2 separate regions of the Rattus norvegicus genome follow, and region 1 is linked to region 2. A link is a contact called in public Hi-C data. All regions are on one chromosome and are shown on one strand. The core of a region is the stretch at or near the end of the contact, and the rest is flanking DNA. Distances in the headings are between cores, read along the strand shown.

What was found. Hi-C and Micro-C count contacts between places; a contact is called where the count stands out from the background.
Region 1: a contact with region 2 is called in a Hi-C map of liver, with 8 times the contacts expected there. The contact joins two enhancer-like sites.

The regions. Positions count from the first base shown.
Region 1 is chr7:28,971,084-28,977,184 of GRCr8, forward strand. No RefSeq gene overlaps it. Among named protein-coding and RNA genes, the nearest start is that of Nedd1, 190 kb to the right of the region's middle. Within about 2 kb of position 2,493, at least 16 of the 93 cell types and tissues checked have an H3K27ac peak or open chromatin away from gene starts, as enhancers often do. A contact at or near this core is called in liver, where this site is marked.
Region 2 is chr7:28,738,297-28,744,668 of GRCr8, forward strand. No RefSeq gene overlaps it. Among named protein-coding and RNA genes, the nearest start is that of Mir135a, 240 kb to the left of the region's middle. Within about 2 kb of position 4,290, at least 2 of the 93 cell types and tissues checked have an H3K27ac peak or open chromatin away from gene starts, as enhancers often do. A contact at or near this core is called in liver, where this site is marked.

The DNA.
Region 1 (6,101 bases), core at 1,243-3,742, 230 kb after region 2:
TTTGCAGGGTGTTTTGTCACAGCAGAGAGAAAAGGTAACTAGTATACATGTGTGTTATTTGACTAGGTGTGGCCCCCATAGACTCATGTATGAATGCTTGGCCCATAGGGAGAGGCACTATTGGGAGGTGTGGCCTTGTTGGAGTAGGTGTGGCCTTGTTGGAGTAGGTGTGGCCTTGTTGGAGTAGGTGTGGCCTTGTTGGAGGAGGTGTGGCCTTGTTGGAGGAGGTGTGGCCTTGTTGGAGGAAGTGTGTCACTGTCGGGGCAGGCTTTGAGGTCTCATACATGCTCAAGGTTGCTCAGTTTGGAACACAGTCTCCTTCTTCTTGCCTGTGGATCAAGAGGTAGAAATCTTGACTCTTCCAATACCATGTCTGCCTGCATGCTGCCCAACTTCCCGCCATGATGATCATGGACTGAACCTCTGAAAGTGTACAACATGCCCAACCCCGTGTTCTCCTTTATAAAAGTTGCCTTGGTCACAGTGTCTCTTCATAGCAATAAAAACCTAGCATGACAAACTGTCTTAAAGTAAAATTTTTTAATAAATAGGAGTTCACTTTAAAATCATAATAAATATATAAATTAGTAACCTAGTTGTTCATTATCATTAATAAATACTGTATGCTTATTGCATTGTATATGCTGTATTTTCAGACAATGCCAGTATCACCACAGCATGAACACTGTCCTAGATGTGGTTGGTTGTTGACCTGAATGTCGTGGCTCACCCTGGGACTATGGGGTTGTGTATTTCCATCTCTGACTTCAACTGTGAATCTGGTGACATTTCTTTTGTCACTGCTCATTTTGATCTTAACAGCAAACATTCACTCTCTGAGACCTTAAACTGTGGCTAATTCCAACAGAGAATAATTATAGGCAATATGGTATTACAATAATATTACTGTAAATACTAAGTAGCAAATTCTAGGTTTTAAAGACAGTACAGCAAAGAGAGTACAATGCCTCTATTTAATATATATTTTTATATTGGTTACACATTGAAATAATATTTTTAATAATATGAGTGAAATTAATTTCTGGAAAATTAACCTACTATAGTTTTTATTTGATAAATCATGGTCTTTACTTTGAATTCCTTCCATGAAACACTTTTGTTTTATTTTAATTGTGATTATTCATTGTAATGTGTATACTCACACACACACATACACACATACATGTGTTTGTAACATAAACCTTAATATGTTTTCCCAAACATTTCTATTTTCTTAGACATGTGCCTCAATTTGTCCCCATTGCCTCTGCTTTCACAGACTGTTGTAATTTAAATTATTTATATTCGGGTTGAGTGATTCACTCATTAATTTCCACATTCACTCACTTTTCTGGGTTTCTCCTTGGCTTCCGGAATAATTATTTGGGATCTGAACTGGGAAAAGTCAGCAGGTGTTAGGAGGCACTCTCATACCTGTATTATGAACAGGGGTTAGAGCCACACGCACACTGCCAGGCTTCCAGGGAACCATTGTTCCCAGGAGGAAGTCTCCTGTCCCAGGTGCCTGGCTTTCAGCAAGGTGGACACAGGAAGGACCGGTCTGCATGCTTTGTTATTGCTGATCACTTTACCTGTCACTTCTCCCCAGGCCTGCTCACAGTGTTTAGAATCCAGTATGTCCGGTGGCCCAGACTCTTTTCTGCACCTCAGCAGTACTAATCCTCTCACAGAAATTGTCTCTGAGGTTGGCCTTCCAGACTCTGGTTCAGCTCACCTCCCATGGAGAGAACTTGAGCCATTTCTTCTCTGGGGACTTACTCAGAGGGGAGGGTTTCATTTTACCCTACAGTCACTGGATCTGGTAGAAACAGATGGTGTGGATTTGTGGTCCTGGCCACACAAATGTCAACCAGGTGGCCATGTTTTCAAACCCCCTGGAGGCCTGTTTTTGAATGGAGGCCTGATACATCAGCAAATCTTATCAAAATCCAGAGCTTCCTAGCCTTTTAAGTTGGGGAAAGCAGTCACTCTAGGGTGGACTGCTTCTTCAGCTTCATGCACATTGGCCATCAGAGCTTAAATGCTAAATGACGGGATTTTCCCCCCCTTTCTCTTTCACATGTGTGAGACAGAGGCACATTTATTGTGAAACTTAAACAGAGTGACAGCTTGCTTCGGCTGATGTGTAAGAGTTCTTGACTAGACCGCTTTCCTTTCTTCCATAATAAGTAGTTAATAGAAATTCACTGACCTGCAGTGCAGACTTAATTTATCTCGTATATCAAGTTGATTTAACAGGAATGGAATGTGGTGGAACAATAGCTTCCCCCTCTCCCCACCTCCCCGTGATCTCCCCTCCCTCGCTCCCCACCACCCCCGACATTCTGCTTGGAAAGAAAATCAGATTTAACACCATGTAGAACCTTTGTGAGTTGGAATAATTGGGCAATGTTTGAAAAAGGTATTTAATCAGCGGCCGTCATCTGTTTATTTGAAAGAACTGTTGGGTTTCAGGCAAGGTGGTGTTTGTCTCTAAATTTCTCTTTTTCCAGGAAAGGCTGGAGTGGCTTGGTACACTGTGTATTTTGCACTGTCTGAAAGAAAGACCGCAAATCCCGAACTGCTTCTGTCTTTCATGGCGTGTTCTCCATTTAGAAAATCCTTAATTAATTTTGTGTGAAAGCCGCTGGTCAGAGGATTTAAGCAAGCAGAAAAACACATTGAATTCCCCACCGCTTGCAAAGCAGGAGAGAGTGAAAGTGAAAAACTGATTAAAAGAAGTCACAGCGATATCGTCCACCCTTATAATGAGACGTAAATAACAGCAACAAATCCTGTCACTTAGGAAAGTTTATGAGGGGCTTTTCCTTTGGAAACACATTTTACCACCAACTTCGTTCTCTTGAGACATCCGCCATTTAAAAGCATGATATTGGAACTAACCCAGCATTGCTTTTAATTAGCACAGAAATGCTAATTAGACTTCTTCTATGTGATGCTCAATGCTGGCTGTCAGAGCCCCGCATTTTTCATCCTAGTTGCAATGAAGGTACCCAGGGTCACTCGACCCATTTGCAAATGATGAAGGCCAGTACATCCAGGCTGATTTTTGTTTTAAAACTGTGGAGATCTGTTAGAAGACCCGTGAGCCTAATGATGCCAAAATGAAAAAAAAAAAAAAGTGGGCTTTTTCTTTGCTCTAGACGTGAGCATAATTTCACAAATTATTCAATATGTGTGGTCCATACAAATCAGGCTTCTTAGCTCGGAGTCAATGCAAACACACCCGAAGCTCAATTTGGGAAGGAATCTGTTTTCATGCAACAGTCCCTTTTGAAAACAAATAATTGTCTTCCTTTCGCTGTACAAGCTTAGCTTGTTCCTTCATATTTCGGGTTTTCTGGGGGAAAAGTCTACCCGTGTTATGAAATACATTTTTGAAACAATAGTTTTATACAGTGCTTCGATCTATTGTCAAGTGTTGATCAATTTAATTTAGTTGATTTTGGTTACGGAAGACAATTTGACTTAATATCTCCCAATCGGCAAGCACATAACCCTGCCTCTCACCTTAAAAACATAACATTTCTAAGTACACGATCTAAACCTTAGGTTTTGACCAACATTTGCATCATAGGTGGAATGAAAGTATAAATGGGATTTGAGGTCAAGATGTAGGAAATAATCCTGGAAGGCTGTGTACAAAAGGGATTCGTTTTCTGTTGAATTACTTGTTAAAAGTGCTGTGGGGTCAGTTATGAAATCATTGCTTTTAATAGCTGAATAGTACTCTGTTGTGAAAATGTACCACCTTTTCTGTGTCCATTCCTCTGTTGAAGGGCATCTGGGTCCTTTCCAGCTTCTGGCTATTATAAATAAGGCTGCTATGAACATAGTGGAGCACGTGTCTTTGTTGTACGTTGGAGCATCTTTTGGGTATATACCCAGGAGTGGTATAGCTGGGTTCTCAGGTAGTTCAGTGTCAAATTTTCTGAGGAACCTCTAGACTGATTTCCAGAGTGGATGTAGCAGCTTGCAATCCCACCAACAATGGAGGAGTGTTCCTCTTTCTTCACATCCTCGAGAAATAAAGAGTCAGATGATCTCAACCAACCATTGGACTGAAAACAGGGCCCCCAATGGAGGAGTTAGAAAAAGGACTGAAGGAGCTGAAGGGATTTTCAACCCAATAGGAAGAACAACAATATCAACCAGATCCTCCAGAGCTCCCAACCAAAGAGTACACAAGGAGGTACCCATGGCTCCAGCCACATATGTAGCAGAAGATGGCCTTATTGGGCATCAATGAGAGGAGAGGCCCTTGACCCTGTGAAAGCTCAATGCCCCTGTGTAGAGGAATGGCAAGGTGGGGAGATGGAAGGGAGTCGGTGGGTGGGTGGGGGAACACCCTCATAGAGGCAAGGGGAGGAGGGAATGAGATAAGGAAATTCCAGAGGGGAAATTGGGAAAGGGGATAACATTTGAAATGTAAGTAATGGAAATATCCAATAAAAATTGTAAATATAAAAACAAAAGTGCTGTGTGATAGGGTCATAGCTCAGTTAGTAAAGCAGCTGCCTCACAAGCATGAGGACTTGGATTCTAGACCCCAAAAGAAACCCGAGGCTGGCCTGATAGAGCACTCAGGAGGCAGAGGTGGAAGATCTCTAGGAGTTCAAGGTCAGCCTGGTCTACATAGTATGTTCCAGATCAGCAGTTATATGTGAGACCCTGTCTCAAAACAAAACAAAACAAACAAAATAAAACAATAAAACAGTGTCCTCAAAAACAAACCTAAAATAAACCAAAGCCAAATATGGTGCCTACACACTTGGCATCTAGCACTGGGGAGGCAGATTTCTAGGGCTCCTTCAGCAACCAGCCTGCTCTCCTTGGTAAGTCTCAGGCAGATGAGAGAGACTGCTCAAACCCTTGCTCTTAACCATAACCCTTCATGTTGTGGTGACCACCAGCCATACAATTACTTTGTTGTTTCATCATAACTGTAATTTTGCTACTGTCATGAATTATAATGTAAATATCTATATGCAGGGTATCTGATATGTGACCCCTCCATGGGTTGAGAACCATTGCAGTAAAACCAACCGACCAATAAAAAAGTAGATAGAACCTGGGCAGTAACACTCAAGGTTGTCTTCTGAATTCCACATGCACATGCTATAGACTTACAAGCATACATAAATACATACACACATACATTCACATACACACATAGAGAAAGTGAGAGAACACACACACAGAAGGAAGGAGAGAGAGAGAGAGAGAGAGAGAGAGAGAGAGAGAGTTATTCGATGCAGTAACCAGAGTTACAGAGTTATTAAAAAACCTGAAAGAAAACATTTAACAAAATTTCTTACTTTGAAAATATACATTTCCCCCCTCACAATAAATCCTCTGTAATTCCAATTCATTTGAACAAATTGCTAAATTATTTCTAAAGTCTGAATTGTAAAATATTAAAGAAGAAATCGCATCGGATTGCTTTTTGGTCCACTTGGCATACTGTATAATGAGAGTAACAACCGCACAGCAGTGATCTCTGTAATATTTATTAGCTGCCTACCTTGTCCTGGTGCTGTGCAATGTAGTCTGCATCAAAACCATAGCAAGGGAGCCCCATTATTATCTCCACTGTATAATCGCGGACAATATGGCTCCAAGCATTATGGCACTTGCCCGAGGCTTCATAGCTACTAAATGTTGAGGCTGGACCATCTCCAGAGCTATCCAGAAATAACCCTTTGTGTTATCCATTTTGCAGTAGTGTGGAATGTATGTAGTTTTAGTGATACAGAAAAAAATCTTCTCAAGGAGTTTTTCTCCCTCTGAAAGGTTTGGTATGACCTCCTCTCTGTCCCTCAGTGTGTGACTTGACACATCCTTGCAATTATCCTCTGTAGTACCTCGTGTTGTTAGCATCCCATCCATTTTGCAGTTGAACGTGAAGAGGGACAGGGAAGTTAGGCAGCTTGTCCAAGGGCTCCAGGAAAAGCCAGAGAGCGAAGCCTGCATTCAAACTCTGCCTAACTCTACAAACCCATGTTTCACCTTCTTTTTGTCCCCTGAGCTTTTTTGTAATTCTTCCCATGTATAAAATAAGAATGATGGCTATTCTAGCA
Region 2 (6,372 bases), core at 3,040-5,539:
CAGTTTAGCTCCTCCAGGACCCCCCAACTTCCTCTCCCAACTTCATGCTGCTTCTACTTCTTCTTCTTTTAATTAATGCTACCCATATGTGTGTGTGTGCAAAGGTCACCATCCAGTGAAGCATGGGCGACATATCGTGGTTCACATTGTTGAAGAAAAGTGACTCTCCCACCACGGTCATCAATTGCCAATAGTTCCTTCCTCTGCTAGGTGTGGGACTCGTGGGGCTCTCTTCATGCCAGACTCTTGATTTGCTTGACGTTGTATAGATCTCATGCCAGCAACACGGGTGCTGGGAATTAATAAGTGTGACAACCCCGTCATGTCCCAAGACATTGCTTCTCAGCCATCTTTCCCTGCCTGTGCCACTTAAATATTGCTTTCTGCTCTTCCGCGATCTTTCCCAAGCCTTGCAGGGACTATTGGGGTTGACAATGTACTTCCTGACTAAGCACTTGGGTGCAGGGACTCTTTGGAATGACCATTTACCAACCTACTTTAAGGACAAGTGTCAAGGGAAGTTCTGAGAGTGATCTTCCTTCTGCTAGCTTTTAAAACACGCTAAGGTATCCTGCTTTGGAATAAGACAACTGAAAATAATTACTTTTTGTCTCCTTTAGTCCATTCTTAATAAGTGATAAGTTGTTGATGGTGATGATAATGATAGTGTTGAGGTGGGTAACTGAAGAGGTTTAATACTGATGGGCCCGATATAAATGTATTTCTGGGAGAAAAAAAAAAAAACGTAGTTAACCTGTCATGCATTTGCTTGAAAATCTGTGATTATAGAATGAATGTATAAAACACAAAATGATCATTTTAAGTAGGCCAAGGGGTTAATGGTGTGTGAATGTCTGGCGATGATTAATTACATACACACACACACACACACACACACACACACACACACACACACATACAGAACTGCATTAGGAGCCAGTGATGCAAACATCAGTAAGACAGACTTCTTCCCAAGCCACATAATTTCTAGTAGAAAACATGTCAAAAAGAAAAACACAGGGTGGGTAGAGACTGGGCGTGTGACTCAATGGTAGAGTACTAGTATGCACAAGACCTTAGGTTTGATCCTTAGCATTAAAATAAATAAGCATATATGTGAACCATGGGGTAGTAGGTAACATTTATTAAGCACTTAATTTCAGCTATTATGAACCTTACACATCTCAGATAATTTAATATCCAATATGCTCTAAGTAGATCTATGGCTCTCCCTCTGCTACAAAAGCAGAACCTAAGGCAAATCCATTGTCTTTTGATCATAGAACAAATTGAGGCCCTAGCACAGGAAGCACATCTCAGGACCCACATCTTCGTGGGGTTTTGATTCTCTTTACAGACTCAGCAAACAGAGAGAGACACAATGAAGATGTTTGAAAGGAGAGACAAGTGTCGTAGCAGAAGTGCTCTCCAAGCATGGCTATGTAGCATCTGGTGGTGGGAATTTCTCAGTCTCTCAGTCTCAGGGTGGGGAGGCAAAGCAATGTCATAAGGAGACCTCAAGATTATGTCAAGAGGAAGGAAGGTAAGTAAGTTCATTTCAATTGAAAGTTACAACTACGAAGAGTTAAAGAGTTAAGGCTCTTCTGGAAATATCTACAGGAATTCAACATGGGTCATGTCTCACTTCTTTAAAGTGTGAGGAGGTATCCTGCCAAGTAAAATGGAGTCACAGCAGGGTCCCTCCATCGTCTCTTCTCACTCATTCTTAGAGCCCCTTTCCAAACACGGTGCCTTGTGTTTGGTGCATATTAAAATGCCAGATGACGGGATAATGCCTCCTCTTTTGACTGGACAACCAAGAAAAAATAATTTTAAAGTGACAATAAGCTAAAAGTAGACACTTGTAGCAACCTGGGGTAAGGGAGGAATGGTGTCAGGAGAGGATGCCAAGTTGGCAACCAGGATCTGCTACAGTGTCATCACAAGGTCTTCTTCCTAGAATCCCTGCCAGATCCCAAAGTCAGCCAATATGTCTACTTACCCTTTAACACTGGAGGGGAGAGGGAAGAAATTAAAGAGAGAGGGAGGATGAGAGAGAGAGAGAGAGAGAGAGAGAGAGAGAGAGAGAGAGAGAGAGAAGAAGGAGTGAAATCATTTGGTAGTCACAGAGAAGAAGTCTCTCTCCTGGTCCTCCCTCATTTAGTTTCGACAAAAATTCTTCAAGCTGCTTTGACACAACCCAATTTTTAAAATGCTAAAAACATAATCTTTATACAAATACATAATAAGCATGTGCCAAGCTTTATATAGCCCATTATTAAGGAAACTAAGGGGATTAAAAAAGAAAAACTCATTCAAGTTATAAAAACAAGAATTATCAGCCTAAAGGATAGAAAAAAAATAGAAGCCAAGGGGGTGTTGCTAAGCTGCTTGCAGAACTAGTTAACCTAAATGAAACAAGACAACTAGAATTCGACTGGTTCTTTTCTCTACTGGACCAGTACACAGTGGCTCGTTGTACTGTTTACATTATGGGAAAGGAGCTAGAACCTAGCCAGTCCGGTAATGGATTTCAGACATGTTTGGGAGAAGACAATGGTTGCTGGCTATAACAGGTCATTCTGTCTGCATTTGTCCTGTCTTTTAAAATTTTCCTTGACGGTAGGTGTTATGCAAACCTGCATTACAGCTGTGGCAGCTGAGATGCAGAGAAATGAGGTTTCTTATTTGTGACCATAAATATGTTGGAGGAACCTGTACCTGCTAAAATTTTATTCTGAAGGTCACATTTACTATATGATAATATACATATCTAGACAGATGACAGTTATGCAATCAATATTTCTAAGCTGAGAAATCAGATGAGATCTGGCATGTTTCAAGTAGTATGACTGTAGACAGGGACATAGGAATCACAACCAAAAGCTAAGATGTTAGCTACATAATTAAAGCAGCTAATATTTATCCCTAAAGGAGTTAAATTACTCACTGACGAGTCTTTTACTTTCATTTCAGAGGAAATGAAAATTATTTAAATGATGGTCTTTCAGTTCTCTCTCAACTCATACATACTAGACAGGGAAGTACCCATCCTGAGACAAGGGGACATCTTGGTTGCCTCACTATTCGAAACGAACAGTTCCCCAGGATGCTACAAATGCCTCTGTAACACTTGTCTTACACAATACATAGATAAATACTTTCAGTACAGCACTAGATGCCAGAAATCCTAGTTCCATCAGTACCACTGTTCACAGTCAATAAGAGAACTATTCCATCTCAAGGCATATAACATTACGACATTTTGTTGTTCCTTCAAGAATGGCAAGGTGTTATTTCAGGTGACCCAGACAAATTAGTGATGTGTAATGATGTCATATGTTCTAGACTGAAAATGATCTGTGTCATTCTGAGATCTTGTTGACTTCCTAGTTCTAACTAGCCCTTGCCATCTGGAGGACAGCATCAAAGATAATATTGAGCACCAAACAACTTTGGCAATGAGACAAACATTGAAACTCTTCTCTGGGATGAATTGGAAATTCCTACGTTGTGATTTCCTTTGCAAACAGATAGTTTTGAAGTAAGTCACTCCACTTCAATTTTCCACATAAACTCCAGTTTGTCCATTCTCCCTTATCCAAGGAAGCCTAATTGCTATCATCTCTGAATTATTGTAGTACTGCTGCTGAACAGCAGAGGTCACTCTTAACAGATTCAGGCAGAGGCCAGATTTTAATAAATGCAAAAGAGCAAGGGGGTGGGGGAGGAGGAAGAGGAGGAACTTTCACAGATTCTGGGGCTCATGGTCATTCTACAACAGCATGCTTTTTTTTTTTCAGATCCTTCCTCCTACATTGGAGCTTTCTTATGTTTCTTGGAAGGTTTGTTTTTACTGGAATTCTGTTTGTAACATTCAGAGAAAAATAGAAAAGAATATCACTATCCTAAGGAAGTGTGCACTAGTTGTATAGTTAACAATCAACCATCAGTAAATGATTGACAATCCCTTAAAAATTTGGGGCAGAGAAGTTATCTTTTTAAGATGCTCAGCCATCACATTCAGAATCAGATTACAAAACAGCTACTGACTATTGATTTGGAAGTTACCCATTGGCCTGATTTACAAGGAAAACAACACAGAAGTATGAAGTTTCCATCCTTTCACTTTGACCAAATGTACATAATGAGACACTTAAATCATGAACAACAGTCAAAGTCAAGGGTACCGAATTCCTCAAAGCTTTCCATACCCAGAGGCACTCTCAGCCAGTGGTGTCCAAGATTTCTATTGTAGTGGGGACTCTGTGCCAAAGTCACCCAGGCGGCAGGGAGGACAGAATTCACATTCCCTCCTGGCAGCCAATGATGCAATCGTTCCCAGCTCTCATTGGCTATCTGGTGAGGCAGCTGTCACTGGTCCAGCATCGCCCTCCACCAAAGTCTGAATTGCACAACCCACCAACGTACATCACAGCCAACCTGAGGGAAGAGAAACCCCACCCTGAAATCCAAGGAGCCTCACTTGTGGGCTGGAGCTCAAACTAAGTGTGCTGTTCTTCTGTTGATATTTTAATCGAGTCCTGTGCCATCCCATTCTTTTTCTTCTGCCCCTTATCTTAATGTTATTAAATGTTTTCCTGGCATGTCATCACTTCCTATCAACTTCTCTGGCTGAATTCATTATCACATGTTAAAAAGTTCTGTGTCAGAGTTAAATCTTTTTAGAATATTAAATATTAACAACAAACTCATAAAGTGATCAGAAGGAAAACACAATATTGGGGAAAGCCATAGACGTCTACAACAACTTGTTTTGTTTTGGATAGGTCTCTGTTAGCCCAGGCTGGCCTCAAACTATGTAGCCCAGGATGACCTTGAACTTCCTTCTAATCCAACTTCCTCTGACTCCTGAGTGCTGGGATTATAGGCATTTACCACCACGCTCCCTTCTGTAGACTCAAACCTGACCTTCCTACAAATAGAACAAAGTCCTTTCTCTGAAGCCTGTTTTGCTCAACCATTAGCAAGAAGACCAGTGCTGACAAGGGAGTCGATGGGATGCATTAACAGGACACCAACTTCCACCCTAACAGAATTTACAACTGTAAAACTATGGCCAATGGATGTAGCATGAAATTATGGCAGAAGGCCCATGCCTTGGGAATCCATCTCTCCATCTCCTAGAAAGATGTATTATTGGCTTGATAATTCCATTCGTTGTGTCAGACAGAGCCAGATGGGTGGGCACGGTAGAACTGAAGTGTCCTTTAGTGTCCTCATTAATGATTTCAGCTCATTTCTCAGAGCTGTAAATGAAGAAAAATAAGAAATTACGATGGAAACCACTATAATCTCTACTCTGAGCTAGACAAAAGAATGATGATGAAAATAATACATAATAAATAGTCAGACTTGTTCAAAGGAAACCATCCATCATGGCTCCATATTGCAGAAGCAAGGTTACCAGCCAGCAATTATAGGCCCAATTCTTTCCTATGCATAGAGGAAGGAGAAGTCCAGACATGCTTTATATTCAAACATGCCTTGTTACAATACCATCTGTCATGCCTCAGTATATTTTTTGATAAATATTTCTGAAGAAGCTTCTAGAACAACAACTTAATTTCAGACCAAGTCTGCAGCCAAGTAGCTTTGGTTTAAAGTACCAAGATGTCAGCTCTATTCAGAGCTATGATGGCAGAGGCAAAGATTCTTTATCACAGTGTTTTTAAAAATACTATTTTATCAGTTTCGTCTGAATAGATCACTTCCGGCCAAGAGACTTCGCATTTTAACTTGCATTGTGCCTCATATCAGACATTGAGACATATGCCCCTTTGGTGACTGGAAAGCCTCAAGAAATTCCTGTCACCTGGATTGGGGGTAATGCTGCATTCCAGGACTGTGTTTGTTCTGTGCCCTCCTCTGAGGTTTACCACAAATCATTCAGCATATGGCCTCCTCTGAGGGTTTGCAACCATTCTTTTAAGTCTGTGTGAATCAATGGGCCACTGTAATTCCTCCATGTGGCCCTTCAAACCGTTGATCCCAGGCCCTGTGAAGTTATCGGCTCCTGTGTCTCACTCTCGACCTGGCCCTGTCATGATCGCGGCATCCTGTTCTTGCTTAATACGACAGGACACAGCCCACTGGAATTATGCTCCCTGTTCTGTCTGCAGGGTGTCTGAGAAACAAACAGGTAAGGTTAGATTTTTATGGAAGCCCTCAGCGACTTTTGTCTGATGGCTCCTGAAATGAAAACAAATTGCAACTTTGCTTCGATTTCATTAACCCTGAAAGACACTGGGATTGTCATCGATTTGAGATCAGCTCCGCTTAGACAAAATCTAAGATTTAAATAGTTTCAAGTCAAAGACCTGTCATCTAATTTATGGAATAATATTTTCC